2 separate regions of the Hordeum vulgare genome follow, and region 1 is linked to region 2. A link is a contact called in public Hi-C data. All regions are on one chromosome and are shown on one strand. Each heading gives the region's core, a stretch centred on a gene start, on an enhancer-like site or on the middle of the called end of the contact. The rest is flanking DNA. Distances are from core to core; before and after follow the strand shown.

The links. A called contact is a pair of places that touch in the nucleus more often than the background predicts.
Region 1: a contact with region 2 is called in a Hi-C map of leaf, with 2.8 times the contacts expected there. The contact joins the promoter of LOC123446242 here to the enhancer-like site in region 2. A contact is called at or near these places in 2 of 6 Hi-C or Micro-C datasets (leaf and seedling).

Annotation. Positions count from the first base shown.
Region 1 is chr4H:128,178,280-128,184,783 of MorexV3_pseudomolecules_assembly, forward strand. LOC123446242 reads left to right here and starts at 2,536. Exons shown (of 2, transcript XM_045122917.1): 1 at 2,536-3,055; 2 at 3,171-3,232. The coding sequence starts at 2,551. The coding sequence ends at 3,018.
Region 2 is chr4H:127,241,272-127,247,789 of MorexV3_pseudomolecules_assembly, forward strand. No RefSeq gene overlaps it. Among protein-coding and RNA genes, the nearest start is that of LOC123446240, 53 kb to the left of the region's middle. Within about 2 kb of position 2,185, at least 2 of the 3 cell types and tissues checked have open chromatin away from gene starts, as enhancers often do. A contact at or near this core is called in leaf, where this site is marked.

The sequences.
Region 1 (6,504 bases), core at 1,286-3,785, 940 kb after region 2:
GGCTTAAAAGATAAGTTGCATCTAAACTAGTTGTCCAATCATTATTTCAAAAGCCTCAATGAACAAAAGAGACGATTTAGAGGATGTTTGTTTATAGAGACTTTTTGATGTAGAGACTAATAGAATCCCTTTTAATTCCATCCAAACCAAATATGAGGAACTTATTTTTAAGACGCCAAAAAAAACTGATCCTCCATCGCTTAAGGAAGATGCAAGTGTTGTGCCATTTAATAACCAGTGTGCATGCATTGTAGGTGCTGTGAGTTGTTGGCCATGCTACGAGCTAGGTACCTACCATATTGAGGCATTGGACATGCTACGAGTTTCTGCAACAGCGACGGAGTTGCAAACGATGACAATAACAATGACAACGTTGTTGCAAAATCACATTTCTTTGTAAAAATTCGATTGCAACATCATCTACGTGTCAAAAAGGTGAATACGCAAAAAAAACTACAACAAAATCTTTATTGTAAATGTAAATATTCATGTAACATGAGCTCTGTTGTAAATATTTTTGCAACAGTGCATGTGTTGCAGTGACCGAGACGGGGGCTAGACGTGGGATGGTGTTAGATCTAACGGATGCTAAGGCGGCAGATCTTTTAGAAAGATCCTTCGATCGAAGCGTAACACAATTCTTTTTACAGACATTTAATATTTTCAAAATTTTATGTAAAATGTTTTTTCTAATATATATTTATAAAATTTCAAAAAATATAAATAGTAAGTAATAGTAAAAGAATTAAATAAAAAAGTAAACAACAATGTGAAAAAAGTAAACGGGTGACGTCAGCACGGCATCCCCACCATGTGGTTACTGTAGCGGTGCTGGGTCGGCCCAGAAACGGCTCTCTGCACGCGACCTTGAGGCAAAGGGCTTTCTCTTTCCTCAAAAATAGCATAGGGCTTCCTCCTCTCCCATCGATCGATCGGTCCAATGGCCACCCACTCTTCCTACCTCGTCCGATTCTTCCACTGCGTCGGCGGCGGCGACAGCGAGTGGTGCAGCCTCCGCGGGGACGGCCAGTGGTCCTCGCTCCTGGGACATGACCGTTAGTCTTCTGTTCCGGTTCTGGCCACCAACCGGGACCAAAGAGATGCCTATATATACCCTCGCCCTTCCACCATCTCCTCTATTTTTGGCCATGTAAGAGGTGTGCATGCCCTGCTCTTGCCACCGTTCTATGCACGCACACGGGATGGTTGATGAAATGCCCGAGCCACACTTAATCTTTTTCCTCTCCAAGCTCGGCTTCCAAGCTTCATTTTTCTCAAGATTTGTCTAGGTTTGACGGTGCACAAACTACACAAGTGTTCTAAAAGATTAGCTACTTCATCTTTTCATCTCTCACTGCTAGTTTAACTCATTTCAAATTCTCTAAAAGTAGAGTGGTTTGTGGGTTTTAGTGTAGGAGTGTATGTGAGAGTTTTTTTTGATTTAGATGCATAATTTGAGCTCAGATTAACTTCTTAAAGTCTGCACATGTGTAGGATGCTGTCCTGTCTCCGTCCTTACCATCGTTGATCGACGGCGCCGATCTCGTCGCCGACACCAGCGTGGTGATCCTCTTGTTCTTATCTTCTTTTTAAAAGAAAAAAAAGCTTACTTGAATGATATAAATAGATGCTTGTATAAATTTCTTACTTTTATTGTTGTTTGTTATTATATAGTGCGATGGTTTTGGTATCTGTCCATGTCGGCCCTCGTGCGGCCTATGATTCGAACATGGTATATTTTATTTTATAACTATTTGTATTATTTAGTGTTTATGACAATTATGCCGACCAATGTGACATAGATGTTTTTATCTAGAAGGTACGTGAACCAGAAATTCTAATCGACCTTCTTATCGAGAGGTTAAATTTAGTTAAAAAAGAAAACAATTATTTGAAAAAGATGCAAATGTTGTGTCATTTAATAACCAGTGAGGTGCTGTGAGTTCTTGGTCATGCTACGAGCTAGGTACCTACCATCTTGAGGCATTGGGCATGCTACGAGTTTCTGCAACAACGATGGAGTTGTAAACGACGACAACAACAACAACGACAATGTTGCTGCGACATCATATTTCTTTGTAAAAAATCGATTGCAACATCATCTACGTTTCAAAAAGGTGAATACAAAAAGAAAAATCTGCAACACAATTCTTATTGTAAATTTAAATATTTATGTAACATGAGCTCCAATACATGTGTTGTAATGATGGAGACGAGACTGAACGTGGGATAGCGTGACGCATAAAATGACCTTTCTACGTTTAACATTTTCAAATTTTACGTAATTTTTTTTCGTAATATATATTTATAAAATTTCAAAATATAATTAAGTAATAGTAAAAGAAATAAATAAAGAAAGTAAACAACAGCGTGAAGAAAATAAGGAAATTACGGATGACGTCAGCACGGCATCCTCACCAAGTGGTTTACTGTGGCGGTGCTGGGCCGGCCCAGCAACGGCTCTCTGCAGGCGACCCTGAGGCAAAGGGCTTTCTCTTTCCTCAAAAATAGCATAGGGCTTCCTCCTCTCCCCATCGATCGATCGGTCCAATGGCCACCGACTCTTCCTACCCCGTCCAGTTCTTCCACCGCGGCGGCGGCGGCGACGGCCAGTGGTGCAGCCTCGGCGCCGCCTACGCCGCCGTCCGGGTCCTCCGCCCGCAGGGCCACTCCCTCGTCATGTACTCCGGTCCCGACAAGCAGCCCCACCAGTCCCAGCGTATCGTCTTCGCGTACCCAATCCTCGCGGGCGACGCCTTCGAGAGGCTGGACGGGTCCACGCTCTCCTGGGCGGAGCAAGGCTCCGGCGATGAGTTCGCTCTCTGCTTCCTCGATGAGGCCTCCTGCGCCGCGGTCTGCGGCGCCATCTCCCCGGTCACGACAGCGCTTGCAGCCCTGGACGGCATCGCTGACAGGCTCGAGGGGCTGCGAGTGGCCGCGGCGGAGGTGGGCGCCTCCGCCGCCGGAGGGGACATCGCGTGTCGGCTCGCCCAGCTTAGCTTAGCCCCCGGGCCATGAACTGGGCTGGCCGGAGAATCGAAACCAACCAGACCAAGTAGGTTGTTGCCGTAACACCGTCCTGTTAGTTCAATCAACTCTGTACAAATTCTGCAAACTTTTCTTTAGCAGTTTACATTGCTCCATTCCAAACCTGCAATTGCCAATTGCAGATTATGATGCATGCCCAGTAAGGAATTTCTTTTGAATTTGGGTGGAATCCCATCGTGCGAAATTCGTTTGTTCACGGAGCAGAGGCAGATTTTGAGCTCACGCACATCACCTCAGCGCAACACCATGTTTGTTACTCCTATTACATAAAAGAAAAATCAAACAAATCATACGCTTGTGCTGAAGTTGTTTGTGCTGATTTGTTCTTGAGATGCTGGTAGAAGGTCTGAATGATTATCAGGACGGGCTACTTTCCAGCTGAACCTTGCAATCTTGTGTCCTCGTCCATGTACCATCTCTTCAGTCTCGCATGAGCAATATTTACCTGCAAAAAGAAGATTGGGGGTTAAAACTTTAAACACACACATAATTTAGTACAGTAGTATATCAGTGCCTTCTAGTTCTAGCGTTACACATATGCATTATCTGATGAGTATCGATCGAAAGACTAACGCAACAAAGTGAAGAGCAAACAAATGATCAGTGTTACTACATATGCATTATCTGATGAGTACCTGTTTTTGCCAGTCTGTCCCAAGTGTTATGAACACAAGTACAACAGTTTGGACCAGTGTTCCCACCAGCATCACGGTCCAAATGCCCTGAGAATTTTAACATTCAGTTACAAACACAAATCAGGGAGAAGATGACACACCAAGGTAATGGTGTGAGGGGCTGATTATCTTTGTAATTACCTTTACTTGAAATCCTACAACATAACCAAGTACTACCCCAAGTGGGATGCCAATCAAGTAGTAGGATGTGATGTTAACATAAGCGACCACACCTTGCCAGCCGGCACCAACAGCAACGCCTGCAGGTAGTCAAGCAAGAGGGTGATGTTACTTTAGATCGAAAACAGGCCTATACCAACAGTCGATCGTGTGAGTCTACCTTAGGAACAATAAAACGGTGAAGCTAACCTGATAGCACTGGTTGAACACTGTTCAGCAGAATAGAGAATGCCAGGAGAGGTGAAAGGTCCGCCACCGCGTCAGCTACCGCTCGGATCTCGGTAAACATGTACGCGATGTTTCCGCAGAAGACAAGGAAGAATACAAACAATACAAATTCGATGAAGAAGGAAGTGACGACCACATTGGCGATGGCGAACTTGGCCCTCCTCGCACTGCCAGTACCGAGCTCATTTGCCACTTTAACTCTGTAACAATCATAGCTGCGTCATGATTTTGCTTTTGTTTTGTTTTGTTTTGAGAAATGATCATGACTTAACCAAAAGAGCAGCTAATTAATGAACGACAGGCCGATGATCAAGAAGTTATATACACCCTGTTGCACCCAAAAATCCGACTGAAATCATCAGCTCCCATCCATTGATGTTAAGGCTACGTATCTCACAAATACAAAACGTTCAACAATGATTAATTACTTAATGTATTTGCATGTGACAGTAAGAACATAAGATAATTCCATGGGTAGCTAGATCATGTGGAACTAATGTCAACAACAATGTATGATCAAGCGCAACTGCATGATATTCATGAATTAGTATGCATGTTACCATATTGAAAGAGGGTCGAGTGCAATCTGTGCATTCTTCATATTCTGGTAGAGGTTAGGGTTTTACCAGGTCTCGGACGTAGGTTGTAGGGGTGGAAGTGCGGGCTGCGAGGTTGGGGACGCCGGCGCCGGCGGTTGGGCGCCGTCGCGGCGTGAGAGAGAGAGAGGCGGCTAGGGTTTGGGGCTCTCGTCTCCTGAGGGAGACGACAACAGAATTGTCTGCTTAATATCGAAGGGGTACATGTGTTTATATAGGAGGACAACTTCCACTAAACCCTAGATAACTTGGACTCTAACTTGAACTCTAATATAACTTGGACTCTAAGATAGGTAAGATAACTTGGGCTAAACCCGTAATTAACCCTGCCCATTGGGCCTCCTCCGTTGGTACGTTGTACCGGTCATAACATCTCTCCCCGCCTTCTCAAACAGCTCGTCCTTGAGCTGAACATCTGGAAACTGCTGGCGGAAATCGTCGAGCTTCTCCCAAGTCGCTTCCTCCTCTGGCAGGCCGGTCTACTGTACCAAGACATGCCGCGACGCTGCTGCGCCTGCAGCACCTTCACCACCTGTGCGGAAGCTGGAAGGAGGCAGCCATCCGAAGTAGGAGGAAGGGCCGGCGTCGCTGCAGGAGGGTCCCCGTGGTAGGCCTTCAGTAAGCCGACATGGAAGACGTCGTGGAGGCGAGAACCAACTGGCAGCTCCAAGCGGTATGCGAGTGTGCCGACACACTCCAGCACACGAAAGGGACCGGCGTAGCGAGGTCCCAATTTGCGCTTGGAGCGCGGGTCTAGAGACTGCGTGGTCCTGTGGAGGAGGCGCAGCCACACCCAATCGCCCATCGCGAACTCCGCCTCGCGATGATGAGCATCGCAGTACTTCCGAGCCAGCTGCTGTGCTTGGAGAAGACGCTGGTGTGCCTCAGCCAGAATGTCTTCGCGGGTGCGGAGTAAGTCGCCCGCCGTCTTGGACTGAGCCGTCCCAGGCTCGTAAGGGAGCATCGCCGGAGGTGGGCGCTCGTAGACCACCTCGAAAGGCGTGGTGCGCATGGCGGAGTGATAGGAGGTGTTGTAGCAATACTCCGCCCACGCCAACCAGTCCACCCAAGCTCGTGGACGATCACTAGTAACACAGCGCAGGTACATGGCGATCACCTTGTTGACCACCTCGGATTGGCCGTCTGTCTGAGGGTGGAACGCCGTGCTGATGCAGAGCTTCACGCCCACCAGTCGAAAGAGATCCCGCCAGACATGTCCCGTGAACACGGGATCACGATCGCTGACGATGGACGACGGAAAACCGTGGAGGCGAACGATGCCGTCGAAGAAGGCCCGCGAATGTCGTCGATGAAGGCGAAAGATGGCCCGGAGCGAATGCACATGATACCAAATTGGTAGAGGTTAGGGTTCTACCAGGTCTCGGACGTAGGTTGTAGGGGTGGAAGTGCGGGCTGCGAGGTTGGGGACGCCAGCGCCGGCGGTTGGGCGCCGTCGCGGCGTGAGAGAGAGAGAGAGAGGCGGCTAGGGTTTGGGGCTCTCGTCTCCTGAGGGAGACGACAACAGAATATACTGTTTATTGTCTGCTTAATATCGAAGGGATACATGTGTTTATATAGGAGGACAACCTCCACTAAACCCTAGATAACTTAGACTCTAACTTGGACTCTAATATAACTTGGACTTTAATATAACTTGGACTCCAAGATAGGTAAGATAACTTGGGCTAAGCCCGTAATTCACCCTGCCCATTGGGCCTCCTCCGTTGGTACGTTGTACCGGTCATAACATATTCCCAGTCAGGAGGACCAATATGGCG
Region 2 (6,518 bases), core at 935-3,434:
GTCCACAACTATGTATCTTAAATTTGGTACTTTATATTCATATACTAAAGCATGTACACTACTGCAGAAATGTCTAGCAATGACGGATAAGACTCTTATGGGCGTGTGTCACTCACCTCCTGCCACTGTTAACATGCACTACGCGCCTATCACTAGTAGCGCAAGAGCAATTGCTAGCGCCTAGGATCGTTCGCCACAGAAAATTTGATGTAGCAATAGTGGGCACTTTGTTCCACCCGCCACCGGTACTAATACATGCCGAATTGATGATATTATAGCATGGTACACCTGGATTGGAACATCAGATTGCATGAGATATATAAATTCTAATTTTAACATTCATCCACATACACACAACACATTAAAATGATGTTGAATTAATTAAAAGTAGTAGTCAAGCGAATATAACAAATACATTACAATAACAAAGCATATGTCCCTCGTAACATAATTAAATGTTTGACGAGTTGTTTAGGAGTGAAATGAGTGTCAGTTACTAGAACCAGCTCATACAACATGAATGACGAGTGCATGCAACGAACGGGATCAGCGGGCCGCTTGCTATGGAATTAGAGATTTGGCCTGTGAGAGAACCCATTTAACTACCTAACTCAGCATGGGTATGGTGGTTGGACTCAGACTCGGCCAGATTCTCAACCTCTTATTTGGGTGGCCTTTGTCAACCTCTTATTTGGGTCGCCTTTGTCAGTATGCAAACCGCGAGGTCAATGAACCGCCCTGTGCTATCTTCTTCATTACTCGGAGAGAACACCGGACATCGAAACACTTCTAACCCAAGCTAACATCGCCTCCCTGAGGTGCTCTGTTCGGTGCATGTTAGTTTCCACAAAAATAGTTTTTATAGAACTTGGATATATGGTTTTTAAATTTTGTTCAAAATACCAGGGTCCATGGAGTCCATGGCTAGAAAGTCTTTCAATGGATCATCTATTATCACCTTTTTCGGTTCCATTATTATGGGCCTAGAGTAGCAATTAGGCCCATGCGATCCACTCCACCAACTAGATTGTATTTTCACGTGAAGCAAGTGTGATGATGACGGCTTTTGGACACCATGTTAGGTTGGGCTAACGTGGAGATCTTCTTATTGTATTTGTGACACACGTTGTGTCAACTTGCCACAGAAACGCATAGAAGCGAAGGAGCGGACAAGTAACTGAGTCGGCCCATTGTAGCTCCAAGTGAGATTGACAAAATATGTTTTTAGGAAGTTCGTGGACAATGTGACTGGTTTTGACAACCTTCTAGAAGGTTCTTGGACCGGATTTTACTGGTTTTCTGGTTGTTTTCTTTTCCCTTACTTTTGTATCTTTTTAGTTTTTCCATTTCTTTTTTATTTTCTGTCCTTTTTCTTCACTTTAGAATTTTTTATTTTTTCCTTTTTCAAGTTTAATTTTTTTTTAAATGTTCCTATATTTTGGAAAATATTTGTAAATTTAAAAAAAGTTTCATATTTATCATAAAATATTTAAAACTTAAAAACAATCTTTCTTTCAAATATTATACACAAATTCAAAAACATATGGTAACGTATAAAATTTCATGCTTTTCAAAAATTGTTCAGAAGTTCAAAAAATGGTCATATTTTCATTTTTCTAAAAGAAATTCGAAAAACATTCATGATTTCAAAAATTGTTTGCCTTTCTAAAAAAACATTCCTGTGTTTCACAAGTTGTTTCCAAATTTAAAAACATTTCGGTTTTTGAATTTATTCAGGAGTTTCAAAAATATTCCCGATTTCAAAAATTATTCGCAATTCTAAATTTGGTTAAGAATTTAAAATCTTAGCGTTTAATTATTATTTTTATTTATACCAAAAATTGTTCACAGGTTTGTAAAATGTTAATTTTTTTATGAACATGATTTTTTAAAATCCCTATAATTTTCCATAAAAACGAATATTTCTTTTGAAAAATACAAACAGTTTCTGGAAACACGAACAATTTTTTAAAGACAAATTAATTTTTGAACTTATAAACAAATTTCAGGATGATTTTTTTTTTTGGATTTTTTAACAAGAAAATGAAAACAGGAAAAAAATGAAATGTGAGGAGCTGCGCTATTATTGGTTCTATTGCTCGTTATCTGTACTGGCTAGCAGGAGAAGCTCCATGGCCGAAAGTTGACAATCTGCGGCAGTAAGAGCGAGATAGGAGCAGGGCCGGCCATGGGCCATGGCGACGAGTGCGACGGACTAGGGCCCAGCACGAGCAGGGGCCCATACCCTTGAAGTCATACACAAGCACAAACGGAAGTTTGTCTAGAAAAGAAAAGCACGAACAGAAGCCAAGCATGAATTGCTTCCTAAATTATTTCCTTGACTCACTCACAGAAACACGCCACCATCTCATCGTCTTCCTCTCTAGAAAAAGCACGTCTTCATCTCATCATCTTCCTCCCGTTCTCCATCTTCTTTCCCAAATCATAAACTACCAGTTATTTGGTCGGTGTCGTTGGAAAAGGCCCTCTGGATCAATCTTGAAAACCAAATCTCGCCATGTGCACACAGGTAGCTATAAAATCGGGTACTCCCTCCGTAAAAAATATAAGAATGTTCAAATCACTATTTCAATGATTTAAATGTTTTTATGTTTCTTTACAGAAAGAGTACTAAATTTGGGCTCAACATTGTGCTAACTAAAAAAATTTACGTGACATCGAAAGTAGTTTGGAGCGGTAGCCACTCCAAACTGAAACTCCGTAGCTGCCCCTTCTTTAGTATTACTACGTATGCACTCTGTCGATCTCCTCGACTCGAAACTGGTCAAGTTCCCAAGCTAGGATAGTACGAGTACATTATATTATTCGTCCAAATTACTGAAATTCTCGTTCTCTGTCTCCCACGTCTACCGGACCGGAATACTCAACACTCATCAGATAATCGTCAAATCCTATCGATCATGAACGCAAAAAAAATAAAATAAAAAAATCTATCGATCATGCCGGCATGATGGACGAAGACTACCGCGTTGTACTAGTCTCCTTGTGCGTGTGTTCTAGCGGAGGCCTGACCGCCCGAGGCACCAAGAGAGGTAGAAAGAGGTGCATGCATGCTGCATGTCCCTCCACAAGACACTCCACCCATCAGTTACGGAAAGTGCTTCCGATCCCGTGGAAAAAAAAAGATGAGTTAAGGAAGAAACCGATCGTCCATAAGACAGCCAACGGTTAACATCATACATAATTTTTTTTTCTCGACATATGTTTTAAATTTTGATTCAAAGGTACACGCTATACTTTTGCCTGAATTTTAGCAAGTTTTAGAAGCCCATACTGAGATTAGGTGTGGCGGGTGCCGTAGGGGCTGTTTGGATCGGTGCCACCGTCCGCCAATCCAAAATTTTGGCGTTGACTAGAACGCTAATTACCATTTAGATCATCTATAATAATTTGGCTCGCCTGAAGCCCAACTGCCCTTGTCGTTCAACCCGTGACCAATTCTTTGGCGAGGCCCGGCGGCTGATTTGTCTGTCAAAAAATTGGCGTGCTGTTGGTTGGCCACACAAGAAAGTAGGGATGGATTAACGAGCTAGTCGGCTCGTTAAACCTCATGCTCGTTAAGACTCGATTTGTTAAGTTTAACGATCAAAAAACTTTGATCGGCTCTATTCACTAAAAGCTCGTTAAGCTCGTGAGCACTCGCGGGTACTCGATTTGTTAAGCTTAACGAGTAAAAAACTCGGATGTGTTTTTTATGATGAAAGATAGTGGCTACGTGAGGAGGTATGCTAGTTATAGTCTTATGTGGGGTTAGGTTGGATTCATTAGATATAATAGATGGATTGACGTGTCAAGAAATATTGTCATTTAACATAAAAAATATGTGTTATGTTGTATTAACGAGTTGCTTGTAAAACTCGTTAGCTCATTCATTAAGCTCATTAATTTAATGAAATGAAACTTAGGATTGGCTCTGTTTATTAAGAAGCGAGCTACGAGCTTAACGAGCTGAGCTACGGAGTGTTCATTAAGCTCGCGAGCTACGAGTTTTCGGTCACTTTCTCGTACATATGGACCAAAAGCTCTGATGTACGAAATATGTTTCTTCTAAGTCTAAAATCATCAAATTATTGTTCTAAGGTAATTTTTATATTTGTTAAAAACAGTAAAATAATTACAAAAGAGAGAATACAAAGAAAAGTAAATAAGGTACTAAAGGACACCCGGCCTAACCAATGCTAGTTATTTCTATAACATGATCACATAGTATGAGTGTCGATCCAATCCTGTATGAACTACAAGTGCTTGTCTTTAATCCTATGTTGCAGATTTAGAAGATCTTTCTTAGGCAAGAAGTTTCAAGAAAGAATGGTTGGCACCTCATTTTGGAAGATTTTCCCATCTCTCTGGATCCATATGTTTCAACATCCCAAAATGCTAATGCCTATTGCAATGTATTTTCGAAAGAGCTTGAGTGCTAAGGATGATCTCATCAAATAAAGAGATGCCGCTAAACCTTTGAATTGCCAACAATCTTGAGCAAATAGGCAGTCCTAGAACAAATGCATATCAGTTTCTTCAATATTTTCATTGTGTAGAGCACAATCATAGTGTTAAACATGATGTGTCAGGGATGTATTAGGGTCGTGTGCGTGTTGTACTTTGTTGTAAACTCGGCTAGGTTGGTTACGGACTCTTCTTTCTTCTTGATGTGCGTATCAAGTATGTAACAACCAAAGCCTCTTGTATCTCTCGATCGTTTCTCGATCAATATAACACGAACACGTCCCTGCCTAAAGGCATGCGCTTCCAGCCTATCCTCATATGGTATCAGAGTCTCTTCTTCCTCCCATCTATGTTGATTGCATCTTCCTCTTCCTCCATGGCTGATCCATCCCTTGCATCGCTTGGCCACACCATCTCTGAAAAGCTTGCGAGGGACAATTTTTTGGTCTCGCAAGCCCAAGTGCTCCTGCACATCAGGGCTGCGGGCATGATGGGCTTCCACGATGGCGCCATGGGTGCGCCCGCTGTTGTTCTTGTCGAGGAGAAGGAGATCTCCTAGAAGAAGGAGACCACCCAAACTCCTAATCTTGTGTATGCCATCTGGTATACTTAGGACCAGCAGGTCCTGACGTTTCTGTTGGCTTCTCTCTCGCGGGACATCTTTCTACAAGTCATCGACATCTCTTCTTCCGCTGGTGTATGAAAGGCAATCCACCAGATGTCCGCGTCCCAATCTCGGGCCAAGATCATCCAACTCTGAGGGCAACTCAACCACACACGCAAAGCTGATCTACCCTTTTCTACTTACTTCACCAAGATGAAAAGCTTTGTAGATGAACTTGCTGCAACCAGGAAGCCCCTTGACGAAGAAGAAGTTGTCTCCTATATCCTTGGGTGGCTGGACGCGGATTTCAATCCGTTTGTGTCAGCTCTCTCGGTTCGTATGGATCACGTGATCAGCCTTGGCGACCTCTTCTCCATCCTATTCAGGGCTGAAGCTCGTCTTGAGGCGCAAAATGGCGACATCAACAGCTACTCTGTCAACCTCGTTGCCAACGACGGCTATCGTGATCGCTTCCTTGCAGGTGGCAGCGACGGTTGTGGTGACTCTCGTGGCCCTGGCTATAGTGTCATGACCTTGATGTCGGAAACCTCTCCAACAACAATCAAGGTGGGGTGAACCAAGGTGTCAATTATGCAAGTGTGAAGGCCATGGTGCATGGTCCTGCGTCAAGCGATCCAGCAAATCCTTCAACAAAAACCAAAAGTGTCACGCTTGCGGTGGTGGCAACAAGGGCGGCGGTAGTGGGGCGGCGACAGTTGTAGGATCGATAGAAGATGTGTCTAGAGGGGGGGGGGTGAATAGACTACTTGTCAAGATAAATATCCTAGCCTAACCCAATTTCAAGGAAGGCAAAAATTCAGCAGTTCTAACAAGTCTAGTACACCCTACACATGCTAGTCAACATATATGGCAGCGGAAAAGTAAATACTTTGCACATGTAAAGGAGTAGAGTTTATGAGAAAAAACGCAAAGAGGTTGTCACAACGATTTTTGGCATGGTTCCGATAGGTGGCGCTACCGTACGTCCATGTTAGTGGAGACTTCAACCGACGGAGGGTTATGGGTGCGAGAGTCCACGGAGGGCTCCACCCACAAGGGGTCCACCAAGAAGTGGCCTTGTATATTCCACCACGGCTTCCGCGCACGAAGGACTAGCCTCACTCACGATAGATCTTCACGAAGTAGGCGGTCTCCTTGCCCTTACAAACATCTTGGTTCAACTCCACAACACGAAGTAGGAGGCTCCAAAGAGACACCTAACCAATCTAGGAGGCACTACCCTCCAAAAGGTAATAGATGTGGTAGATCAATGAGCTCCTTGCTATTGTGCTTCTAAAGATAGTCTCCTCATAAATAAATCACTCTATCACGGAATAGGCATGGGTAGGAGAGATTGATTTGGTGGAAAAGCAGTCTGGGGAGGCTAGAGATCAAGTTTCAAATGATTGGATTGGAATATCTTGGTCTCAACACATGAGTAGGTGGC